Linked DNA regions of Mus musculus: all the other regions are linked to region 1. A link is a contact called in public HiChIP or PLAC-seq data. All regions are on one chromosome and are shown on one strand. The core of a region is the stretch at or near the end of the contact, and the rest is flanking DNA. Distances in the headings are between cores, read along the strand shown. Region 1 holds the start of Dhx40 (DEAH (Asp-Glu-Ala-His) box polypeptide 40). Region 2 overlaps Cltc (clathrin, heavy polypeptide (Hc)). Region 3 has its middle 4.3 kb from the start of Gm33742.

The links. HiChIP or PLAC-seq counts read pairs in DNA pulled down with a chosen protein or histone mark.
Region 2: a contact with region 1 is called in a BATF HiChIP or PLAC-seq map of CD8 T cells, with 19 read pairs. The contact joins the enhancer-like site here to the promoter of Dhx40 in region 1. A contact is called at or near these places in 1 of 39 promoter capture datasets (macrophages), 1 of 15 datasets of contacts at CTCF or cohesin (CD8 T cells), 12 of 484 Hi-C or Micro-C datasets (CD8 T cells, DN3 thymocytes, differentiating embryonic stem cells and 8 more), 6 of 115 datasets of contacts at active chromatin or transcription factors (the 230-238 cell line, CD8 T cells, bone marrow-derived macrophages and 1 more) and 3 of 9 other capture datasets (adipose tissue, liver and pancreatic islet).
Region 3: an H3K27ac HiChIP or PLAC-seq map of trophoblast stem cells shows a contact between it and region 1, with 30 read pairs. The contact joins the enhancer-like site here to the promoter of Dhx40 in region 1. A contact is called at or near these places in 3 of 39 promoter capture datasets (Sertoli cells, embryonic stem cells and macrophages), 1 of 15 datasets of contacts at CTCF or cohesin (embryonic stem cells), 13 of 484 Hi-C or Micro-C datasets (cerebellar granule neurons, cerebellum, cortical neurons and 6 more), 7 of 115 datasets of contacts at active chromatin or transcription factors (bone marrow-derived macrophages, embryonic stem cells, extraembryonic endoderm stem cells and 3 more) and 3 of 9 other capture datasets (adipose tissue, liver and pancreatic islet).

The regions. Positions count from the first base shown.
Region 1 is chr11:86,805,259-86,809,336 of GRCm38.p6, forward strand. Dhx40 (DEAH (Asp-Glu-Ala-His) box polypeptide 40) reads right to left here and starts at 2,402. Exons shown (of 18, transcript NM_026191.2): 1 at 2,180-2,402; 2 at 1,202-1,369. The coding sequence starts at 2,291.
Region 2 is chr11:86,737,306-86,741,383 of GRCm38.p6, forward strand. All of the region lies in intron 1 of Cltc (clathrin, heavy polypeptide (Hc)), which reads right to left. Among named protein-coding and RNA genes, the nearest start is that of Cltc, 18 kb to the right of the region's middle. Within about 2 kb of position 1,811, at least 50 of the 459 cell types and tissues checked have an H3K27ac peak or open chromatin away from gene starts, as enhancers often do. A contact at or near this core is called in the 230-238 cell line, CD8 T cells, adipose tissue and 3 more, where this site is marked.
Region 3 is chr11:86,870,877-86,874,954 of GRCm38.p6, forward strand. No RefSeq gene overlaps it. Among named protein-coding and RNA genes, the nearest start is that of Gm33742, 4.3 kb to the left of the region's middle. Within about 2 kb of position 2,140, at least 53 of the 459 cell types and tissues checked have an H3K27ac peak or open chromatin away from gene starts, as enhancers often do. A contact at or near this core is called in adipose tissue, cortical neurons, liver and 2 more, where this site is marked.

The DNA of each region.
Region 1 (4,078 bases), core at 1,152-3,651:
TACGTAGGCCATTCTCAAAAAAAAAAAAAAAAAAAAAAATTCCCAGCAATGGTAACATACACCTTTAATCACAGAACTCAGGAGTCACGGGCAAGTGGCTCTCTTAGTTCCAAGACAGCCAGGGCTACACAGAGAAACCTTGTCTTGGAAAAAAAGAAAAAGACTTAAAAATTCAAAGGATATGTTTTTATTTATGTATAGTGTATATATATCTCTGTCTTTGAATGTGCACATTCAGGTCCCTAGGAGTCCAGAGGAGGGTATCGGAATCCCCCAAACTAGAGTTATAGGTGGTTGTGAACCGCCAATATAGGTGCTGGGAACAAAAATCTGGTCTTCTGAAGCAGCAGCAAGAGTTTACATCTGCTGAGCCATCTCTCTAGTACCCCCCAAATTAACTTTTATTTTAATATGAGTAATATATAATTTTCTCTTTTCCAAAATTATGAAAGAGAATGTTGCCACACTGATGAGACACTTTATTGGTAATTTGTTTGCTCAATTCTGGTAGAATCTGAGAATATTTGTCTGATAACGGTCTAGAGGAAGAATAAATTGTCAGCAACAGCAAAGTAGTGGTGGCACACACCTTTAATCCCAGCACTCAAGAGGCAGAGGCAGGTGCATCTCTGAGTTCCAGGCCAGCCTGGTCTACAGAGTGAGTTCTAGGGCTACACTGAGAAACCCTGTCTCAAAAAAAAAAAAAAAAAAAAAACCAACACCCCCCCAACAAAAATATGTCCCCAACAGAGGTCAACTATCCTTTCCAATTCACAATTGTTTCAGTTCTCACTGGCTAATGAGATAACCTTATCCTAAAAGAGAAAATTAACATCCTTTTATTTTTCCTTCTTATCATATAACCATAGCTGGCCTGGAACTTAATATGTAAACCATGCTAGCCTTACAACTCAGAGATGCTCCTGACTCTGCCTACCAAGTGCTGGGATTAAAAGTGTGCACCACCACAATCAGCCTTCTTCTTCTTCTTCTATTATTATTATTATTATCATTGTAGTTTAATATGTCACCCCAACAATTCCGGAGCCTGAAATAAATCCAGAAAGCCAAGGAGACATAGGGAGGCTAAGGATCTGACAAAGCAACGCAGCAATGGGCATTTGCACACTACAGTACTTTCATTAAAATTTAAAGAATTTCTCTCTTTAGTGCTTCCAGCTTTATCCAAGAATAAAATTACCTGCTTCATAAAGGTATTTAGGGAGTTGAGTTGTTTTACCACTTCCTGTATTTCCAGTAACGATGAGGAACGAGTTGTCCCTCACAGCTTGAATGAGCTTTTTTCTTTGTTTCTGAATAGGAAACGTTGGAGTTGTTCCTCCCTCCTGTGATGTGCATCCTTTCTCTTCTGTAACAACACAAAAACAATTGTGCAATGAAAACACCTGAGAAGAGCTCTCTGACAATGGCTCAGACCTGAAAGAAGAATGCACAGGAATCGCACAACGGGAAAGATCAATCTATGACTTTTCAGTTACGTCAACCATGTACAAATCACACGTGAAAGTTTATAAACTCAGAATAACTTTTTTTGGTAAAATCAAACAACTTCAACATTGTTGATGTGTAACTCGCCGTACTTGACAAAGTCAGTCAAGCACAAGACAACGTGTATGTATGCATACCTACCTGGAAAAACTAAACTCAATTTTATTAAACAATAGATCAACAACCTGAGCACAGCAGAACAACTCTGAGAAGAAGAAGAAGCCACCTGTATTTGCTTCTGATTCACAGTTCAAGTTAGGTCCCTGTTCAGAGTGACTGATATCCCAGAAGGCCAAGTGGTGGGTAACCATGGAAACTGGCTCCTGGAAACGGGCTCCCTTCATACCGTACCCAAAGGCAGGCTGGCGGCCCGACGAAGGGGAGGGGGATGAACGGGTAGAGAACAAAGGCTTTATGAGGCTGTAGAACAGCAGAAGGCATTTGGGCGTTCGGGTCCACTTTCTTGCCCCCCAGAGAGGTTCTCACCCAACTTGGGTTTGGGACCGCCCCCTTCTAAGCCAAAGTGCTCACTGGACGCAAAGTTCGTCGTCTGGCTTAAAAGACCAAAAGAACGTCTAAGCTCCCTTCCCACCTCCTCTGCCGCCCACAGATGTACTTTTCGCCCCGCAAATAACTCCCTCCGGGTGCCACAGCGTCCCGCGGACCGTACCTCTGTCAGCGATGCGAACAGCTGACGGCCGCTCTTCCTGGAGCTCTATTGGCCGCTCGCCTTCCTCCTGCCGCCTTGGCGCCCTGCCCGCGACGGCGGGAAACCGGGACATAGACCCGGTCCGGAGAAGAAGCGAACACGTCCACGGAGCCGAGGAGATGGGAGGGGAAAGGCGAGGACGCGCCCTGATGACGTAGGGGTGTTTACTTCCGCGCGTGCGACTGGCTGAGAGGGGTGGGGGAGCGGCTCGATGACGTGGCGGCCTCTGCTTGGACGCGCACGGGCCCGCGCTCCTGGGGGCCCCGAGGCACCACCCCCAAGGAGTCCCGCCCATCGCCACGTGCCTCCGCCACCCGCGAAGTCACACCTGAACACCTGAGGGCCAGGTCACAGTTTGTCCAGTGTGGCCCTTAGTCACCACAGCATCCCCACAAGTCTTGCCTATCTCCAGATACCAGTTGAATGACCCTTTCCCAGGAGCCGAAGCCATCCTACAGTGTGACCTTGGGCAACTCACTTCCCTATCGTCCTATCAAGACACATAGTGCGGTCCAACTTGTAGTTCTGTAGTTTTCAAAACTTAGATTCCCATGCTGTTTCACTTCCTTCATGGAACCCTTCATTTACATTTATTTGCATATTTTCCATACCCTCCAAGAAGCTGGGAAGACACACATGATCCAGACTTCCGGAACACTATATATTGTACACCCAGCAGGGAGCAGTGATTTGAGGTGGACAATAGGGTTTGTTGAGGATAGATGAATGAATAACATCTGGGTTGTTGGTTGATTTTTTTTGTTTTTTTCGAGACAGGGTTAACATCTGTTTTAAAATAAGTTGACTTTTAGTGGAAGTACGTTCCTTAGAAAACACAACTGCTGAAAATTCTACAGATACACATTATCTGAGGTGGTGTGGTTTACTTATTTTTAAAGGTATGTTGGGGACTTGGTGTACAGTTCAGTGGTAGAATACTTATCTACGATATGAGAGACCCTGGGATTCAATACCCAGTACTTTATCAAAGCTGAGTGTGGTCCTAACACTTGCGAGGCAGAGGCAAAAGAGTTGCTGTGAGTTCCGGGTTACCACCAGGATAATTCTGAGAATGAGACTCTGTCTCAGAAGAGGAGGTGAATAAAGGGGAGAGGGAGAAAGAAGGGAGAGGAAAAGAGAAGGAAGGAGGGAGGGGGGGAAGAGGGGAAAAGGGAGGGAGGGAAGGAGGGGGGTTCTTGGACTAGTCCTTCAGTGATAATGCCAGCTGATTTTCTGAGTTGAGTTAATTATGAAAAAATGTGAAGAAACCTGCTTCTTACACTTAAATCACTATGTAGCCCAGGATACCCTAGAACTCATGATCTTCCAGCCTCAGCTACCCAAGTGCTAAATTACAGATATATGTGACCTTGTCCATTTGCTTCTTGCACTTTTCAGTAGTTCCTGCTGTTAAAATTAATCATGGTTTATAGGAAGGCAACATAAAACTACCATTCACTTATCAACCCAAGACCAAACTAGAAAAGATGTAAGATGTTACAAGAATCCAAGACTTTGCTTTAAAACGTACATGTATCAACTCCTTTTCAACGTAACTGATCAACAACTCCTTTAATGCAAGTTTATCAGAATTTGAATGATAGCAAGTCAGGTGTAACTTTCTAACGGCTGAGGCAATAGCCCTAGTGACAGGAGAACATTTTAGATTTCTCCAAAACATTAAAACCATCTCTGAACCTTTCGATTTCTATTAGTAATTCAAACTATTATGTCAGAAGAGATCAAAATATACAATTGTAGTCAGACCATGAAGATATTGGTGACCTCTGTAACTGAGCAACAGACCAGCTATTTCACAAAGTCACTTTCTAAGAAAATAAGCAGAATCATTTCAAATCA
Region 2 (4,078 bases), core at 561-3,060, 69 kb before region 1:
CCAAACCTGGAAGTAAAATTTGACATTCATATATTATCATTATAAATCCTAATTTAACTATCCATGCCAAACCAATAGTGACAATAATGAAAAAGTAAATAGATCTTCTTAAAAAACGTGACATTCCGCTGCTGTAGTGTAACTTACAACTACAGAGGTCAGAGGTGAAGGTAAGAACACAGCAACTTCTGAGGGCTGGCATTTATGAGTCACGGGATTTATAATCACTGTTTCTTGCTGAGTTTTTAGATCTTTGAACCGTTGAACTTACTCTCTCTTACCCTCACTAACACTTAACACAATTATTTATCCACTTCATTAGGCCTCAGGGATCTGTAGTTTAAGCTAAAGTAATATTTTAAAAAGGAGTAAAAGATTTAAAAGGTCAGAATTCTTGGAGGAACAGACTACTACCCTGAGCAGACAAAGTTCCACACCTGTGCAGAGTCAGAACCAGCCCTATGGGCGGGGCTCTATCAGACGCCTCCGAAGCTGGGCGGAGCCAGTCTAGAGAACTCTCTCCAGAAACATGTGCTACTGCACAGGGGTACAACTGTCTTAAGGGAGCTAGAGATACTTCAAAATACACTAGAGAGTATAGACTAGGAAAGGCTTGAACAGGCAGGGAATAAAGATTATACAGAGACACAAGAAAGAACTGCTTGTTTGACAAGCTAAATTTACCTCTTTTTTTTTTTTTTTTTTTCTTCCTTTTCATTTTTCGAGACAAGGTTTCTCTGTAGCCCTGGCTGTCCTGGAACTCACTCTGTAGACCAGGCTGGCCTCAAACTCAGAAATCTGCCTGCCTCTGCCCCCCCCCCCCCGCCCCCCGAGTGCTGGGATTAAAGGCGTGCACCATCACTGCCCGGCCTAAATTTACCTCTTAAGAACAGGGATCTTGAGGCTCAAGAAATGGCTCAGCTAGCAGGGCAATGGTGGTGCACACCTTTGATCCCAGCACTCGGGAGGGAGAGGCAGGCAGATTTCTGAGTTCGAGGCCAGCCTGGTCTACAAAGTGAGTTCCAGGACAGCCAAGGCTATACAGAGAAACCCTGTCTCGAAAAACAAAACAAACAAACAAACAAACAAAAATGGCTCAGCTTTTAAGAGCACTGTCTGCTCTTCCAGAGGTCCTGAGTTCAATTCCCAGCAACCACATAGTGGCTCAACCATCTATGATGGTATCTGATGCCCTCTTCTGGCATACAAGTGTAAATGCAAATAAAGCACTATAATATAAATAGACAGATAAATCTTTTAAAGAATCCAAAACTTACAATATATGTAGAAAGAGCTATTTAAGAATTTTAATACCTGGGTATGGTAGCAAATGCCTTTAATCAAAGCAAAAGCAGATCTGAGTCTGAGGCTAGCCTAATCTACAGAGAGAGTTCCAGGACAGCCAGGGTTACACAGAGAAAATGTCTCTAACAACCACACACACAAAAGAAAAAAGGAAAGGAGGAAGGAAGGAAGGGAGGGAGTGAGGGAATTTTTGCTCTGTATAAAGCAGATACTATAGTATTTGCTCAATAAACAGTGGTTCTACAGATGGTAAATCTTTGAAAACCAAAAAGTGTGAGTAACAGAAGTCACCTGTTACTAGAAAGATTCTACTAGAATGGGTCACTAATCCTCTGGTTAACTAAATCCTTTAAAAAAAAAAAAAGAGCAGTCCCATCCTGCCCTCTTCCCTCCATGGTAGTGAATTTTCATGTTGTAAACTGAGAAAAAGCCCTTGTCCCCAGCTGTGCATTCCCTTTACTGTGCTGGCTGAGCAATGTCAGCTGTATCTTACATCAAACTCTCCTGCTACAAACAGGCCAGGATCTGAGTAAGGTCCAGAATAGGACTAAGACTCTTTTACTTTCACTTCCCTTTAACTCCTCAAGTACTACAGGTATAACCAGTAATAAAATGTAGTTATAACTTAGACATAGCACCGAGGACAAAAAGCCAAGTAGCTATATAACCATTAATACACACATGGCATTAAAGTAGAACATTAACCAGTTTTACAAGCTCAAGATATACTCTAATGCCAGGCAAATAGACAAACTATAAAACAGCTAACTTACAACAAATGTGGTTGGTTACTTCTTAACTTCAGGACTGGAGAAGGAATGGAAATTGTCACCAAATGTATGAATGGAACATGAGTGGTATTCAGAGAGGTCTTTTCCTTAGATAAACTAAATAAAACCAAGTTATCCATCTAGTTTCTGGGGAGAAATACACATCTGTTTTTAGACCCTTGAAGGATTCATGCAGATCATTTCCTTCAATAGTTGCAAAAAGTATTTCAATGGCTCAGAGTTCATACGGTTATCTACAGGAACACAGCACACTAGCCATGAGAACTATGACTCTAAGTTTCAACCCCAGACCTTTACCTACTACACTTTTGAATTTTTCGGATACCATTGTTCAGTTTCTTTTTTTTTTTTTTTTTTTTTGGGTTTTCAAGACAGGGTTTCTCTGGGTAGCTGTCCTGGAACTCACTTTGTAGAGCAGGCTGGCATCAAACTCAGAAATCAGCCTGACTCTGTATCCTGAGTGCTGGGACTAAAAGCGTGCGCCACCACGCCCGGCTTCAGTTTCTTTAGTATCTGAAAAAATGTAGACTTATATAAAAGTGTCAGCCAAACAGTGAAATTAAAAAAGTAATGTAAGAGCCGGGCGTGGTGGTGCACACCTTTAATCCCAGCACTGGGGAGGCAGAGACAGGCGATTTCTGAGTTCAAAGTAAGTTCCAGGACAGTCAGGGCTACACAGAAAACCCTGTCTCGAAAAACCAAAAAAAAAAAAAAAAAGCAATATAAAGAGCAAGATAGTGCCTGATACCATCTACATACAAGAGGATGAGGCAGAAGAATTCTGAACTACAGAGCCTCTGTCTCAAAACAAAAATCAAATTAAGGGTCTGGAGAGATGGTTCTGCATTAAGAGAATTAGCTGTTCTTCCAGAGGACAGGGGTTTGATGCCCAGCCTGACACGGCAGCTCCCAACCACTGGCAACTTCAGTTCCAGTGGATCCAATACCCTCTGTGGGTATCAAAAATATGTGTGGCACCCAGACATATATGCAGGACAACATCCATACACATAACACTTTTTCCAATTTATACACACACACACACACGCGCGCGCGCGCCAGGTGGTGGTGGTACACACCTTTAATCCCAGCACTCAAAAAGCAGAGGCAGGTGGATCTCTGAGTTTGAGGCCAATCTGGCCTACAGAGTAAGTTCCAGGGCAGCCAGGGCTACACAGAGAAACTCTACATGAAAAACAAGAGCAGAAGAAAAGGGGGAGGGAGGAGGAAGTAAGAAATGTTAAATGGCCTATACCTTCAGAGTATTTTACTTATAGGAAAAAAAATGAAGATTTGGTTTTAAAAGAATTAGGTTGCTTGCAATCTATATAATCCTACACTATATCCTTTCTTACTAGACAGACTCTACCAAGACCATTAGGCATTCGAACCTTTTGTTTTCCTATCAAGAATGTACTAGCACTATTCAAGCTATTCCACGTGAAACAGACATATACTTTATTTAAAAGTGAAAATAAAGCTGGGCGTGGTGGCGCACGCCTTTAATCCCAGCACTTGGGAGGCAGAGGCAGGCGGATTTCTGAGTTTGAGGCCAGCCTGGTCTACAGAGTGAGTTCTAGGACAGCCAGGGCTACACAGAGAAACCCTGTCTTGAAAAAAAAAAAAAAAAAGAAAGAAAGAAAAAAAGAAAGAAAAGTGAAAACAAAATTAGAGCTATATGTGGTGGTGCATGCCTTAAATCCTAGCACTTGGTATAGGTCGAGGCAAGCAGATCTCTAAGTCCCAGGCCAACTTGAACAAGAAAAAAAAAAAAAAAAAACCAAACTCAGGAAAGGAACAGAACAGAATGGAAAGAGAAAAGAAGAAAGAGGAAAGAGGAAAAAGGAAAAGGGGAACAGAATAGAAAGCAAGGGAAGCAGGCAGAAAAAGAACTGTGGAGTCAGTCAGGTTGAGAATGACCTCGCAGAGCGAGGGGGTTTGGCATAGACTATTCAGAGATTAGTCAGGATAGCCAGGGGTTT
Region 3 (4,078 bases), core at 890-3,389, 65 kb after region 1:
AGGGCCTGGAGCTGTGGAGTCCAGCAGGTCTGGTTTTGTTCCTAGTGAGCCTTCTGAGAGAGGGTTAGAGAGGTGGGGGTGGGGGGTTGTTCTTTGCACCTCGATTTCTTTATTTGTTTATGGGGTTAGAGTACTTACCTCATAGGTACAGGGATTAAAAGGGATCATCTTTTTACACAGAGTAAATCTTCCAAACTAATGTGTTTTTACCAAAAAAGCAGGCAGGCCTGCAGCCAGAAGCATCTACACTAGCCCTTATCTGGAGAGATTCAACAGAGCTGAGTTCTTGAGCAGGTGAACCAGGACTCATATTTACAGAATGCTTTTCGGGACTGGCTCACGGAAGGCACTGGCGGTATAAGGAAAGGACATGTTCCTTGGCAACCAAAGGTCTAAGATTAGAGCAAGAAGCCAGGAATGAAGGAAAAGAAGAACAGAGAATATGTTCAAATGACTGACTGAATGGGGATGCCGCCATTCTTCATGTGGCAACAAATATTTTGTGGAAGAGCTTTTAAAAGAAGGTTGCAAGGCCTGGAGAGATGGTGATTAAGAAGACACTGGGTCCTCTTCCAATTCCCACTATCCACGTGGCAGCTACAACTTTGTTTCTGGGGTATCTGACACCCTCTTCCGGCTTCCACAGCCCCCCTGTAGTCACATGATGCACACATACAGACAGACAAAACACCCATTCACGTTATAAAAAATAAAGAAATAATACATTTGATATTTAAAGAAGGCTACAGCAGCTGAGAGTGGAGCCCAGTAGCAGAACATTTGCTTAACGCCATAAATGTATGGGATTTGATCCCCAGCACCACAAAAGAAAAAAAGAAATAAATATGAATAGACTGTAGACTCTTCTCTGTGTGCCACAAAGGAATTTTTTTGTCTAGAGGCTGCCCCTCCCCAGCAACAGGATTTGCTACCTCAAACATGGGGATGGTGGTTCCTGGTGAGTCTTCTACTTGATAAGACCTGCTTAGTTTAACAAAGGTTATCTCAGATGTCTCCGGAGCCCACACGTGGTCTGCCTGGGGAAGACAAGGAATGCAGGAAGAGAGACTGATGGCTATCAAAGGGGCCTGGCCTTTGCCCTGGCTATTCATCAGAGATCTCCAGGTTCCTGAACGTCCTGCTTAGATAGCAATGTTTCTGTTTGCCCAGGGGCTTTGGCCATTGGAAAAGCTAACATGAGATTTAGGACTGGGACTTTGGGTCACAATGATATCAGTGGTGACCTTTAGAAGGACCTGGAGACTAAAAGCCACGTGGGCATTATGTGGTCAAACCCCATTGAAAACTAGGCAGGAAGTAGGGTGAGTTTCCCTAGGCAAGCAGGGCAAGTCTGTAGCTATCATCAGGCCTCACAGGCAGGACGTCAGGGCTCCAGGGGAAAGCGCGACCTGAGCTCGCATATGGACACCTCCCCAGCCCGACCTCTGTGTCCCTTCCCTTGGCTGAATCTTGATTTGTACAGTTCACGCTGATAAATTATCTCCATAAATATAAAAGCTTGGGGCTAGATAGTTCCCTCACTGGTTAAGAGCACTCACTGGCTGCTCTTGTAGAGGACTAAGGTTCAGTTCCTAGCACCCATGTGGTGTCTCACAACCATCCATAACTGCAGTTTTAAGGGAACCAACCCTCCCCCACCCCTTCCTGGCCTACTTGGGCACCAGGCAATGTACAGGCATTCATGTGAACAAAACACTCATACACATAAAATCATTAAATAAATCTTAACTGTGTGCAGATCTCCTACTGTCTGTGAGTCACCTGTGGGAGCCTCTGTATTTGTCGCCAGCTGACACAAGGGTGATCTGAGAACCTACCAACTTGGCTGTGGTGTCTAAGCCGAAGACAGACTGGTGATGACGTCTGGTCCCTCCATCTGAGTAGTTAGATAACTCAGCACCGTGGCTGAGCACTGGGGAGCTGCCACAATGTAAGGGAAATGTTGTAGGAACTTATAAGTGAGTTTCAGCCCCCACGGAACTGTTTAGACCTTGCTGTGGCCTTCCTCCCACACATACAACCGCATAGCTGCACTTCAGATGGGCACCTCTTGTCTGCAAGTGTCAGAGACCCATCCTGACCTTCCTTGCTAAGACTAACTGAGTACTGGCCCAGTGACCTGTGACTGAGCAGAATCACCCAGGCAAAGACCAAGTGGAGGAAAGCCAGAGGAAGCCAGGGCTTCACACTGCCCTTACTTTCTAGGAACAGACATGGCACTAGGGAGGCTCTCTGCTCTGTTTCTGAGCGCTAACCACCGGGTCTCTGGTTTGTATCCCCACCCCCACCCCCAGTATCCCATTCTGCTCACTCGGTCCATGTCACTTATTTTCACTGTGTCTGGGGGCCATGTTTTGTTATTTGCTTAAACCTAGGGCCTCCTAGGAAAGGCACCTTCCTGCATGCTTAGAGGTAACCATGGAAACTGGCTGCCTTTATCAGATTAACTAAAGGCAAGTTGGTAACACTCCTGACTGTCGACAAAGAGAACAAAGACTTTGTGAGCCATATTAAGTGACATCCATGCTCCAGGCTTGGAGTTGAATATTTGCATTCCCTGAGAGTTGACACCCAGTTCTATTTAGAGACCCCTTTCTCTTAGACCTTGTGCTTCTGGGGGGAGGGGAGAGGGAGTCCTGGGGGCTTGGAACATTCTCCACTGTAAATGGAACTAACCCCCTTCACTGTCCTCTGGCTTCCTGGGAGTGCCCCTGTTTACGAGAGCTCTAAATATGAGATTTTTATTGGAAAGCTCCCCACAACTTCAGCTTTTCTGAGGCTAGGGTTAGCAAACCAGGACTTAGATTGGTCAGAGGCAATGAGGAACGGGGTACCTCTTTAGAAAAAAGGGATTCATTAGTCTGCAAGGCTACTGACCCAAATACCACGAGCTGATTGGCTTCAATAGCAGAGTTGTATCGTCTCTTAGATCTGGAATCCAAAAGTCTGAAATCAAAGTTCCGTCTGGGTGGGTCTCTTCTGAGGGCCAAGAGGAGCTGTTCCCTTCCTCTTCATAGCTTCTGGGGTTGCTGGTGAGCTGTGGCACCCCTTGGCATATGGATGTTCCCTTCTTTTCTCTGCCTTCCTCCTCACACGATATTCTCTGTGTGTGTCTGAATTTCTTTTTTGGTTTTAAATTAAATTTTATTTTATCATTCTGTGTGCAAGAGTGTCTTGCCTGCATGTATGCCTGTGGACCATGTATATCCCTGGTGCCCACTAAGGCCAGAAGATATCACTGGATCTCCTGGAATTGGAGTTATCAACAACTGTGAGCTGCCATGTGGGTGGTGGGAATTGAACTCAGGTCCTCAGGAAAAGCAGCCAGTGCTCTTAACCACAGAGCCATCCGACCTTCTGAGAACAGGGACACCTTCATGATGCCTGAACCATTTTCGTCTATAACAGCTATATTTCCAAATCGGGACATGTAGTGGGTTGCTGGGGCTTAGGAATTTTACATGTGATCTGGAGAGAGTAGCCTTCAAGCCCAAGGAAAGGGGTATAGGCAGAGAAAGACCCCTCTATGACACCTGTCCTCTTATTTGTTTTGAGACAGGATTTTGCTATGTAACCTAGGCTGCCTTAGAATTCACCAGTCTTCTACCTTTGGTTTCTGACTGCTGGGATTGTAGGTGTATGCCATCATTCCTGGCCTGGCTTGATTCTTAAATATCAAGCCTTCTTGAATTTCTCCCTACTGAACTCCGTCACAGGGAGCCCTTGATATTCTGGGCTGTGCCTTTTATCCCAGCATGAGGCTTGCCCAGTTACATGCTCCCCATCAGGGATGTATTTCCATCTTTAGCTCCCACCCCCTCCCAGACTGTAGGCCCCCACTTTTTAAAAGCTGTTCTGCTACTGTGACTTGACCCCAGGGCTTGATATATGCTGGACAAGTACTCAGACGCTGAGCTACATCCCCAGCCGTCCGTATCCCTGTCCTAACACACTGTTCTGCAAGCCTGAGCAGACTGTCTCCGAGTGGAGCGTGCTCTTCTCGGAACAGGCTTTGCCTGGCTGCGTGGAGCTAGTCTGGGTGCTTGTCTTGCTGTGC